Regions from separate parts of the Mus musculus genome. Here region 2 is linked to region 1. The links are chromatin contacts, called in public Hi-C maps. All regions are on one chromosome and are shown on one strand. Each heading gives the region's core, a stretch centred on a gene start, on an enhancer-like site or on the middle of the called end of the contact. The rest is flanking DNA. Distances are from core to core; before and after follow the strand shown. Region 1 overlaps Col13a1 (collagen, type XIII, alpha 1). Region 2 has its middle 8.5 kb from the start of Fam241b.

Region 1 (6,107 bases), core at 1,288-3,787:
CTCTGGACCTTGGTGCGCACGTGTGTGCATTTATGAAGAATGGATGATGGTGAACCCTAACTTGTCAGCATTTGGTGGATGGAAGGCTTCCCTGGCAGAGTAGCTCCCCCCCCCCCCCCCCCAGATACAGCCTGGAGAAGTACGCATGCTTATGACAATTGCTCTCCATCAAGTCACTGCAGAGAAAAATGTGCATGAATGGGAGAGGAAAGGCTGGCTAGGCAGCACTGGGACTGCAGCAAGGTAAAGGACAGGAGAGAGGGCAGCTATGATGTGACAGGAGAGTGTCCGGAGATGTCACAGAGCATTACAGTATAACATTGGCATCAAAAAGCTGCCATCTACAGGGAGCATGAGTCGGCTGGACCTAGATCTGATCCATTCCAGGGATGGATCTATGATACGATAGAAAATCAATGGCAGGAGGAGGATTTACAATACTAGGTATTTATATAAAGTCAGAAACTGCACAGTGTGCATAGGTATATGTCATAAATGCTTAAATATTTCACATAACCCAATGTTGTGACTTAACACCTGGAATCCTAGGGAGTGGAAGGCTGAAGCAGGGGGATTACAAATTAGGACCTTCTGGGTCACAGAGTGATTTTAAAGCTGGCCTATACAATTTGGGGAGACCCAGTTTCAAAACACAAAATAATACATAACTAAATGTCTGTTATGATAAGCGAGGCAGGGGTGGGGGGCATGGTGGAGGCCGAAGACCCCAGGTACTCAGTGCTTAGATGACTATTTAGCTGGGTGCTATAGATGCCAGAGCTGTTACCTAAGCTTGTAACAACTTGATTGAAATGTAACTGATCTAAGTATTTTCTCTATTTAAATTGTACATTTTGACAGTTTTTTAGTATGATTGCAGAGTTGTGTCTTTATCCTTGCAACCAATTTTAGGACATTATTATCACCACAAAAAGAAACCTTTTTGCTCAGTTCCCGTCATTTCCCTCCCCTCCCTCAGCCCTCACCTGAGCCTCCTTCTTCCCACTGTGGATTTGATGTAACATTTTCAAGGTTTAGCCATGTTGTAGCCAGTGTCAGAACTTCCCTGAAATGATTTTTAAGCCTCTTTGACTAGCTGAAGTATTTCAAGATAAAACATTTATTAACCATGGGGTTGACTAGAGAATATTACTAGATTAGTGGATATTATTAATAAATACTCCCTTGGGATCCTCTAACAGGCATGATGTGTGTCCATTTTGGGGCCTGAGTTCTGTTTCCACCTTGTGCTGGTGACAACACCAGGGGACAAATCCAGCCTGGGTTCAGCAGACGCCCCTCACCCCCAACATGGGCTCCCTTCTGCCCTGCCCATCTTCTGCTGCTCAGAATTGCTACCTCTGAGATACCTTCCGTATTCAGTATTACCCGTCAGGATTCCACAAGTGTGTGTCACACATTTACCTGCCGGAAGCTACCTTAGACCCTGCAGTGTGGGGGCAGAAATTATGGCCAGTGCAGCGTGAGTTCTCTCCTGCTACCCACTCACCCAAACCCACACAACAGGAGTGCATGGCTGGACTTCGCCTGGCTATGAACTCTTGTACTCCTGGTGCCTCTACCTCCTGGCTTGCTTATTGTGCCTTTCAGCAGTGCTTTGAGCCCACGTGAGCAGACAGACAGCCAGTCTTCCAGCACAGCGTGGACCTTGCTGTCTGTGAGCATCAGTCTCCATCATCATGAGACGAAGATGCTGAGACCTCCCTGTAGCCCAGAATGCAGTAGTTAGTGAATGCAAGGGCCTGCTTGAATGTCTCTGGCCAGCGCATCATACAGGAGGATGTACTACTGTCTATAGAAGGTTACTTACCTGGCAGTGGCAATGGGTAGCAATGGGGAGTGTGGGCTCGTACCTCCAACACCCTGCATTCCAATCTCTTAGTCCTGGGGCTATGAGTGAATTATCTCCAGACCTCATGAAAAAGGGAGATCGTGACAGCATAGGACTTTGGGGTTGCCGAGGTCAACATGGAGCCTGACACATACTGGACTCTAAATGATTGTTGGTTTCAACAATGGTGGCAGTGTCGATGATGATGATGGTGATAATGATGACCGTCGTGATGGTAAGGATGATGGTGACAGGAGTGCAGAGAAGCTTCTGGTGACACGGAGCCACAAGGAGAGCATACGGCCTTTGTCCAGTGAGGCAAGGTTACCTTTATCACAGAATTAAGTGGGAAAATAGGGCCAAGGCTGCCCAGGTGGCTGCCAGCTCACTCCTTTCTCCCTCTCTGCACCTTTGGAGGCCAGATCATTTAGATGACACGATCAGAGAGCTAAAGCATGTGAGATGCCTGCTGCTCTCGGGGATAGGATGACGGCATTTGCCGTGGCGTGAGGAGCCCTTGTTGGAGTCTCAGTTCCATGAGGACTCTCAATCCTGGAAAATCTATTTCCTCTCTGAGCTTCCATCTTTTACAAATTAATCTGCTCTGACAGCTCCTGACCAGCTGTGCTGTGCACATGGGAAGTGTCAGGGAGAGGAGACTCGGCTACATCTCAGCTATTAGTAGAAAGCAGACTGTAGGTTGCTATGGGAAACGAAGAAAGGATCTGTGCTAGTGAGTAAGGGCGCCAGTTGGCCCCTCCATTGGAATTCACTGATGCTAACTGGCTAGGCTCAGGGCTTTGAGGTCCTAGCTTGTGAAGAAAGACACCCCCTTCCTTTACCCTCCAGTTACAACATGACAGCATGTTACTCAGAGGCCATCTCCCTACCCTTCTTCCTGAAGCCCCACTGTGCACACAGAGGCCATGGGCCAAGTTCCTGACAGCAGTTTGTTAGGATGGCTGTGATGGTATTTTTGTTGAAACTCCTTTGTCTTGGATCGTCTGAGAGTCACAGGGGACAGTTGGACAGCTCACTGTGGGTAGACTCCCAGGTGACTCTCCTTGTTTGTTGAATTCCTACGTGAACAGAAAAGCCATTTTGCCCCACAACTGAGGAAGGGCCTGCACCCGTCAGGATTCCACAAGTGTGTGTCACACATTTACCTGCCGGAAGCTGCCTTAGACCCTGCAGTGTGAGGGCAGAAATTATGGCCAGTGCAGAGTGAGTTCTCTCCTGCTACCCACTCACCCAAACCCACCAGGACACAACAGGAGTGCATGGCTGGACTCCGCCTGGCTTTGAACTCTTGGAGCTCTAAGCTGCCTGTGAGCAGCAATGCCAAATTATCCAGGCCTGCCTGTGCATAGAGTGGATCCAGGAGATGCTTGATGCTTCCTGGTGGCAGGCACTCAGACAGTCCTTCTTGTGCTCAACAGGGTTCAGAATGTACTAATCAGAGGCAGAGGTATGCCTTTTTAAGTGTGTATAGGTGTTTTGCCTGTACATCTGCCTATCATGTGTGTGATGGTTTGTATATGCTTGGCCCAAGGAGTGGCAGGTGTGTCACTGTGGGTGTGGGCTTTAAGACCCTCATCCGAGCTGCCTGGAAGCCAGTCTTCCATTAGCAGCGTTCAGATGAAGATGTAGAACTCTCAGCTCTGCCTGCACCATGCCTGCCTGCATGCTGCCATGCTTCCTGCCTTGATGATAATGGACTGAACCTCTGAACCTGTAAGCCAGCCCCGATGAAATGTTGTTCTTTATGAGAGTTGTCTTGGTCATGGTGTTTGTTCACAGCAGTAAAACCCTAAGGCAATGTGCATGCCTGCCTGCTGCCCCCAGAGGGGAGAAGGTGGCCCTGAATGCCCTGGAACTGGAGTTAAAGCTGTCTGTGAGCTGCCATATGAGTGCCGGGAATCAAACCTAGCTTAACTGCTAAGCCGTCTCTCCAGCCCCAAGAATGATTATTCTTGTAAGGGGATCAGGAAAAGTTTCAAGGAAGAGGCAACAGTTAAAGCAAGCCTTGAAAGACAGGAAAGATTGCAGTAATGTGGGCCTGAGGGTGCCGCATAGTGGTAGAGTATGTGGCCTGGGACCACACAGATACCTTGGATGTTGGAAGAGCTAGGCTGTGGAGGGAATTGAACAGCATCTTGGGAAATGACCATCATTTGGTGGGCAGTGGGATCCAGAGGAAGTCTCTGAGAAGGGATGAGACATGGCCCAGTTTTGAGTATAGAAAAAAGCAAGAATGAGAAGCAGTAAGAGTAGCCAGCACGAGGCTATGAAAGAAGATGGGCCTGGTGGTACATGCTGGGAATCTGAGTGCTTGGGAGGCAGAGGCAGGCAGGGTAACAGGAGCCATCTGTTGCATAGGGCACTTGGGGCCAGCCTCAGCTACATATGATTGTTTCAAAACAAAACGGGACACCGAAGGTCCCACCAGAAGAAGATTTGGCATATGGGAGAGATGACAAGATGGTGAAGGGATACTTCAGAGAGAGAAATGGCAGGTGTTGATCACTTGTTAGGTGTGGGCAAGGAAACCCAGCTAGCCATGGTTCTCGTGGTATATATTTAACTATGCTACCACTTCCTACCTCTTGCTTTAAACACACAATTGATTCTATTCCAGTTCATCACCCCCGCGATGTAGGCTATGTTTAACCCATTGCAAAGCTGAAAAAACTGAGGCCCAGCTTAACATGTTATGAGATGACGGAAATGCATGGGTAAACTCGGAACCAGGCTGAGGCCACAATGCAACATGATGGCAACTTTGCCCTCCGGGGAAGGGAAATAGAATAGGGGAGCCCAGAGAGGAAGGATATGGGGCTGGATTTGGAGCAAGCTAGAGGTGGGGGCTGAGGGATGCAGCAAGCATGGGTGGGAATGCTGGGGGCCTGGAAGGGCTGGTCATGGGGGTGGGGGAGGTGAGAGGTCAGCCCTGATGCCATGGCCTCCCACAAGCCACCAGCTGGCTGGCTCCCAGCTTCACTGCTCAGTTGGGGAGACGGATAGGGTACATCTTATGAGGCGCTGGCTGAAGATACTGAGGCTGGAGTTCCAGGAGAGAAAAAAGGTCCAAAGCAGAGGTTCCTGTCAGCTGAGGACCTGCAGCCACACTCACTGTGGGCTTCATTACTCATTTACATTCATGAAGCCGTTCACGAGAAGGGGTACAGAGCCTTGTCTGTCCTCAGGAGCTATGGCACTCACACCAGGTTGCAGAAGCAAGCATCTCCCGCTATGATTCATTGGAGAGCACCTTACTGGTCATGGCCTGCTCTGTCCCTAAGGGGTCCCCAAGAAAGGTTCTCACAGTGACACTAAAGGAAATCTCTATGGGTCCAGGGCCGTCCTATGCTCATGGCATTACAAGGGACCACAAGGCAGAGCGCATCTAGTACATTGGCATAGCACCCAGCTTTTCCCATGAGTTTCTCTCATTGTCCCCACTTCCAGTCATAGCCCCCACTGACCTCTCACTCAGCTGCTCCCACCTCCTTCAACCATCCCGGGATCCTCATGGCCTCTGCTGGTGGCCAGTGTGCACCTTGCCAGCTCATTGCACCTTCCTATCTTTCTGAGGTCGTGACTCATACTAGAATCTTTGTCTCCACAAGGACCACCTTAAACCCCAGTTGGGAGGGAGGAAAGTCTAGTCTAGCACAGACTGTAGCATGCTCAGTGGGTATAAGCAGATGCCAGCTCCCTCCCTACACAGTATGTGTGTTAGCACAATGTGGCTTGGCTCACGGTAACAGCATCGGGGAGGGAAGCAGAAGGCAGGACCTGGATGTCCTGGAGGCAGCGTGTATGAGCAAACCACTTGTGTGTATCAGAGTTGCACCCTGATATGGAAGAGGCCTTGTAGCTGCACATCCTGGTGGTGTTCCAGAGAACTGTGTCCTTTCTGGTTAACTGAAGCTTCATTGGTCCTTTCTGGTTAATTGAGGCTTCGGTGGTCCAGGGAACTATGTCCTTTCTGGTTAACTGAAGCTTCGGTGGTCCTTTCTGGTTAATTGATGCTTCACTGCTTGGTACCCAGCAACAACACCTCACCCCAGCCTTTCATTTCTTCACCACCAAACTAGAATAAGAACAAGAGGACTGACTTTGGGAGATCCACTAAACTCTAGAACAGTATTTGATCTCAACATTCCTAAGGCAGTGACCCTTTAATACAGTCCCTCATGTCATGGTGACCCCCGACCATAAAATTATTTTCATTGCTACTTCATAACTGCAA
Region 2 (5,564 bases), core at 2,384-4,883, 150 kb before region 1:
AGGAGCATGGCTTCCTTCCAGGGAGATACTTGGAGGCGAGCACCTACAGTTTTATTCTAATCCACACTTAACTGTGGCTTCACCCTGGTCTGAGTCTAGCGTCAGGGAGAGTTACAAGCCTCCTGTCATTTTATCAAAGTGGACCTTTCCCTTTTCACCAGTGGGATGCAGGCTTAGGAGAGGAAGTCAGACTGGCTACTAAGATGCTCTCTTGGGTGTATGGTCTCCTCTCTACCCCTCAGTACAGGAAACCTGAAGCTGGCGTGCCTGGGGACCGCTGGGGGAGGATGAGTCATGGCTTCTCTTAGTGCCATTTCACAGCCTTGGTTATTTCTAGTCCACATTTCTGGTGACACATGAAGTGGCCCAGTGGGGGTCGGGGAGACTTGGTCCCTTTCTAGGGCTGTGTGCTCTGTAAGTAGGGGTGGCCAAACATCTAGCCCAGAACATCCAGAAATTGTCCACCAGCCCCTTTCAGCCCCTCCTAGCTTTGCTCAAGAGTGTGGTGCTCTATGGTTTTTTTTTTTTTAAATCAATGTGACACATGACATGGCTGTCATTTCTCCCAGGGTGCCAGTGACTTAGTGTTTGTCAGGCAGATCTGTTGCATCTCTGGGCAGGCGTGTCTCAGGTGCCCTGTCTGAGTGGGGGAGAGTGGATTACCTACAGCCATTGCTGGGCCCAGTAAGAAGTGTGTAGGTAGAGTCTGGGTTGAGGCATAGTGGCACAGAGAAGTGGTTTAAATCTGACCACAGCCTAAGGGACTCCAACGAAAGCTGCCGACGGTGTTAGGAATATTTAAAGTTCAAATTGCTTTTAAAATTCCAGTGTGTGTGTGTGGTGGGGGGAGGAAAATGTCTAAATCTGGTTACTACCTGTAGGGTATGGCTGTCAAGAAATTGGCCTGGGGTTGGAGAAACATCTCAGGCAGGCAACTGCTTTTCAAACATGAGGAGTTGGGTTTGATTCCCAGAACCTGCCCTCTCCGATATGTATGTACGCAAAGCCAGGCGTGGTGATACGTTTGTGATCCTGTGGTGGGAGGCAGAGACGGACATATACCTGGGGCTCACTGGCCAGTCAGCTTAGCCTCCTTGGCAAGTTCCAGACTAGTGAGAGACTCTGTCTCAAAAAACAAACAAACAAACCAGATTTGTGTCCATCTGCATCAGTCTGTGGGCATGCACGATTGTGCAGACACAACCCATTGTCATCGCCCCTTTAGTACACTAAGATGCAAAGGTCCCACAGAGCTTGCCTGGCCATCTCAATCAGTCAGAGGTAGAATTCAAGCCTGATCCTTTGGTCACTGACCCTGAAGTCTTTGAGTGGCATAGTCCTGGTTAGCCGGGGGCTGGACTTGAGGAGTCTCTGGTGTGGAGGCTGGGCCTCCTGGCTTTGAGTCCTTTCTCTCAGGCCTGTCTTTAACTGCTGACTCTAGAGCTGTGTCTGCAGATGGCCCTAAAGATTGGTCCCAGCTTGTCACCCCGGATTCATCTCTAACCTGCTTTATTCAGCAAGACTTCTGTCTCCTGCCAATTCCTTCCACTCAAGTGAATTTAACCAAAACCTGCCCAGACTCCTCTGACCCAGGTTCCTATTGGCTAATGGGGAGACAGCCTGTTCCTTACTAATTCTAGGCATGTGATTCAGAGGGTTTGGAGGGCAGAGAAGCAATTAGGTAACTGAAGTTCTTAAAACAGAATAAATGGCCCCTCAGTCTTCATAAAAGCCAAGAGCAGACAATACAGTTCTCAAGAATGATGGCCACCCCAGCGTTGCCTCAGAATCCACAATAGCTGCAAAGCACCAGCCATCACACCCTTATTTCCAGCATGTAGGAAGAGAGCCAAAGATAATTCTCTGACCACTCAGGTTCACTCCTTCTTGTCATATGGTCCTTCAGCAGCTTTGCTGTGAGTCTGTCAGTTTGATGTCTGTCCATCTCCTGACTCTCTTTTAGACCAGAAGCTCTGTGGGTTATTGCATCCAAACTACCTTTCCCGTCATTCTAGCCCTGCTGTCTGGTACAGTGCTTTGCATACAGCAAGTGCTCAGTAGGATTACAGGTGGAGGGAACAGCCAGGAGCCTGCTGTATACACGCTCTTGATAGGGCAAGAAGTTGGAAGATCGTCTAGATTAAGGGAGCATCATGATGAATGTGTTGCTGTGGACCAGGCTTCATCCTGGAAAGATGGAGCGTGAGAGCTTAATTTCCAGCAGACCCTGAGAGGTAGACCTGGCTGTGCCAGTGGGAAAACAGGACAAGGATGTTGTCACGCCAGACGGGAAAGCTGGGCTGTGAGCTTAGCTGCCCAGACTAAGGTCTACCATCCCCACCCACCAAACTGGTCTAGCACTAATCTCCCGATAGCCAGCTTCAGGAAGGGCCTGCATCTCTGCATTCTGAGTGGCTGTTCACTGTGGAGACCTTCCTGTGTCAAAGGGTGAAGAGGCCAGTCCCCACAGTGCCTTGTGGGTAGCTCTGGTTCCCAGCTATGCTCCTCTGATATATGTCTAGGAGCCCTGGGATCCTCTCCACATCAGAGGAGGGCAGGCTAGCTGCAGTGGACTGTCTCAGGCTTGATTGCACAGTAGTATTGTTGGGCCTAGCTCCTGCTTCTTGGCCAGTGGAGGTGGTGGGCCCTCTTGCACCAGGTTGCCTTAAATCACGTAGATGCTGAGAGACACATGGCACTGTATTTCTGGGGTGTTCTCCTTCCTCAGATTTGATGGAACTGTCCTCTGCAGGACAGGATAATGCTTGCTGTGTAAGCTGTCAAGAACCCCAATGGGGGAATTTCATACAAATTCCTTATCATGGACATGCATTGTAGCCCAGGGATGCCAATGGTTGGCTGAGGTCACATGGCCAACTGATGATCTGGGCAGGCTGTGTTCTGTGGTTCGTTCTATCACAGGACTCATATGGTCCCCAGGACACCAGAGGGTGATTAGAGATGGATCCTAGTCTCCCACCTGCTTGAAGAGATAGATTTGTCAGAGGCACAGTTGGGAGAGACCACTAGTCACTGCTGCCTTGCTTCCAGAGACCACCAGCAGGTGGTGCTACTTAGCTTCTAGGAAGAAAAGGACCAGCCAACGTGTCTGAGAGTAATTGGAGCCAGAGGCAGGCTTTGCGGGTGAGCTCGCACCCTGTGCTTGAGCACCCAGGGTCAACGGAGGACCTGAGGGACCCAGCTAGGCTTGTTCTGATTCCAAATCCTTCTGAATTTATCATCGATGGAGCAGCACTAGAGAATTACTCATGCTGAGTGAGTGACCTAGAGAGATGGAATACATCCATAAAGACTTTCAATATGGTGGCACCTTGCTACAACTGCTCATCCTTCTGGGCTTTAGGCCAGTTTCTTTATCTGTTTCATCTCAGCTCCTGGCCCATTCCCTCATATAGCTTCAGAGAGATGGCCTAGAGCCTGGCCTGGATCGAGATATTCTCTCTCTCTCTCTCTCTCTCTCTCTCTCTCTCTCTCTCTCTCTCTCCAACCCTCTCCCTCTTTCCTTTTCTCCTCCTCCCACACCTTTCTTTACTCTAGTCTCCAGGGACCCTGCAGGTCTAGCTCCACCCCCATTACCTCATCTGCAATGTGGCAAACCAATACCAATGGGTTTCTAGGATGTGGTTTCCATGGTGACCATGCATCTCCTGCCTCCTGGTGTTCAGCCCTGGGCAGGTTGCCTTGGAGATTCTCACCTCATTGAGAAGTGATTTGTGGCTTTTTTTTTTTTTTTTTCTATATTTCAGCAGCTTCTATTTAGGGACAATGGAGCCCAAATGGTTCTTTCTCAATCATAGTAAACCAGGATGCCTCTCCCAGAGCATTTTCCCAGCCATGATGTCCCAATGTGTTTTGTTAAAACAAGGTTTCCCTGCAAACATCCCCCTCTTATGCTGTCACTGTAGTTTTAGGATCGGAGCTTGTACACTGGCAGCCCTAAGGAGCTAGGCTTAGCCACCCATCCTCCATAGATCGATTACAGAGATAAGTACCAATGGAAGTGGAGAGAAGAGATGCACACAATACGGCCACCCTGAAAGGAAACAGACAAAGAGGTCCTGTGACCCTCAAGTCCACACTTGAAGCAATAACATGTTGTTTCAGTTTAACTAAAGCACTAGAGGTGTGCATAGTGGAGTGACCCTGGCCAGGGCATGTGGTCCGTCCCATCACCCTTGTTTCTGCTCCAAGTCTTTTCTGCAAGGTGGGCAGACAAGCAGTCAGAGTCGTGATCAATTGCTGGTGATGGCCAGGTTCCTCCTCTGGCTACATCACACTTCAGTCTTTTCCTTCTACCGGTGTGAAGTTCCCCGGGGTCAGTGGTTTGAATAATAGTCTACCAGCCAAGGGAGGGACACCATCTCTCTTCCCAGTATCTTTGTTCTGCCAAGGGTTTGTGCAACATCATGCACAAAGCACTTCGGCAGCCCCAGGTGGGTGGTCACAGAGAAATGTGTCAAAATGGACCTACTTTCCTTCCTTTCTACCCAGAATACCCTTTGAGGCCATGTGAGTCAATGCAGGAAGCCATCAAATGCAACCTGAGGGTGTCTGTCAGCAGCCATTTTCCCCTGAGTGGCTTTGGAGAGAAGGTGGGCATAGGGAAGATAGGGAAGCAAGCCCAGCCTCAGGCAGGGTGCTAAAAGGGGGAGCATTTGAGCTGGAGGGACTAGGGGAGGCCAAAGGGAGAGCTAGGGCTACAAGGAGGCTAAGTCCTGGCAGGGGAGTCCCCAGTACTGGTGTCTTTTATAAATCACCCCCACAGTGCAAACCTAAACCAGACCTCCTCTCTCCCTGCCAAGCAGGGAATGTGTTTGTGGACATGAAAACATATTAAATGCCTGCCAGCCCCTGTCCCCCAAGTTGAAGCCATTACAGTAATAAATGAAGGCAGGAGACTCATTAAAGAGTCCTCTCTCCCTGTTCTGCCAGATAGATCAGTCAAGGGAAGAGGGAACATGTGCCACCTCAGACAGAAGGAGGGGGCTCAGAGGGGGGTGAGGGACCCCCCAGAGGCATTTGCTGAACAGTCAAACACAAAGGATCCTAGTGGGAGGGGCAGGTGGGCAGGGGAGGGGAGGGGCTGATAGGAAGGGCTAGGAGAGGCTGCTGGGCTCCCGGGGACCTGTGGTCCATTTCCCTTCCTGCTTTACACGGCATGAGGGTCTCCGTAACCATGGAAACAGGCCTGCAGCCCAGGAAGGGATATTAGTGCTGGCTCTTGAGTTCTTAGGGAACACGTGACACACCAGACTCCCTGGGATCCTGTCCCGCTGCTCTCTTTAGGTGTCCAGGTCGATCTATATCACCTAAAGTCTATCTTAGGTGGACTTGGGGCGGGGTGAGGATTGGTGGCTGTCCTCTCCAGTATTCTAGCCTAAAATCAGTTCACATGGAGCCAGCTCTGTCCTGAGAGCAGCTCTGAGGACCAGGTAGGAAGGCTGGTCATCGTCATCGGATGAGCCACAGAGAGGGACTGAGGGCTTAGAGAAGGTGGCAGACAGCTTTCATCTTGCCTGGCTTTGATACATTGGTGATTCCTC

What was found. A called contact is a pair of places that touch in the nucleus more often than the background predicts.
Region 2: a Hi-C map of cortical neurons shows a contact between it and region 1, with 2.0 times the contacts expected there. The contact joins two enhancer-like sites. A contact is called at or near these places in 1 of 484 Hi-C or Micro-C datasets (cortical neurons), 3 of 115 datasets of contacts at active chromatin or transcription factors (astrocytes, embryonic stem cells and forebrain) and 1 of 9 other capture datasets (pancreatic islet).

Annotation. Positions count from the first base shown.
Region 1 is chr10:61,946,176-61,952,282 of GRCm38.p6, reverse strand. All of the region lies in intron 2 of Col13a1 (collagen, type XIII, alpha 1), which reads left to right. Among named protein-coding and RNA genes, the nearest start is that of Gm51766, 8.2 kb to the right of the region's middle. Within about 2 kb of position 2,537, at least 17 of the 459 cell types and tissues checked have an H3K27ac peak or open chromatin away from gene starts, as enhancers often do. A contact at or near this core is called in cortical neurons, where this site is marked.
Region 2 is chr10:62,099,775-62,105,338 of GRCm38.p6, reverse strand. No RefSeq gene overlaps it. Among named protein-coding and RNA genes, the nearest start is that of Fam241b, 8.5 kb to the left of the region's middle. Within about 2 kb of position 3,633, at least 42 of the 459 cell types and tissues checked have an H3K27ac peak or open chromatin away from gene starts, as enhancers often do. A contact at or near this core is called in cortical neurons, where this site is marked.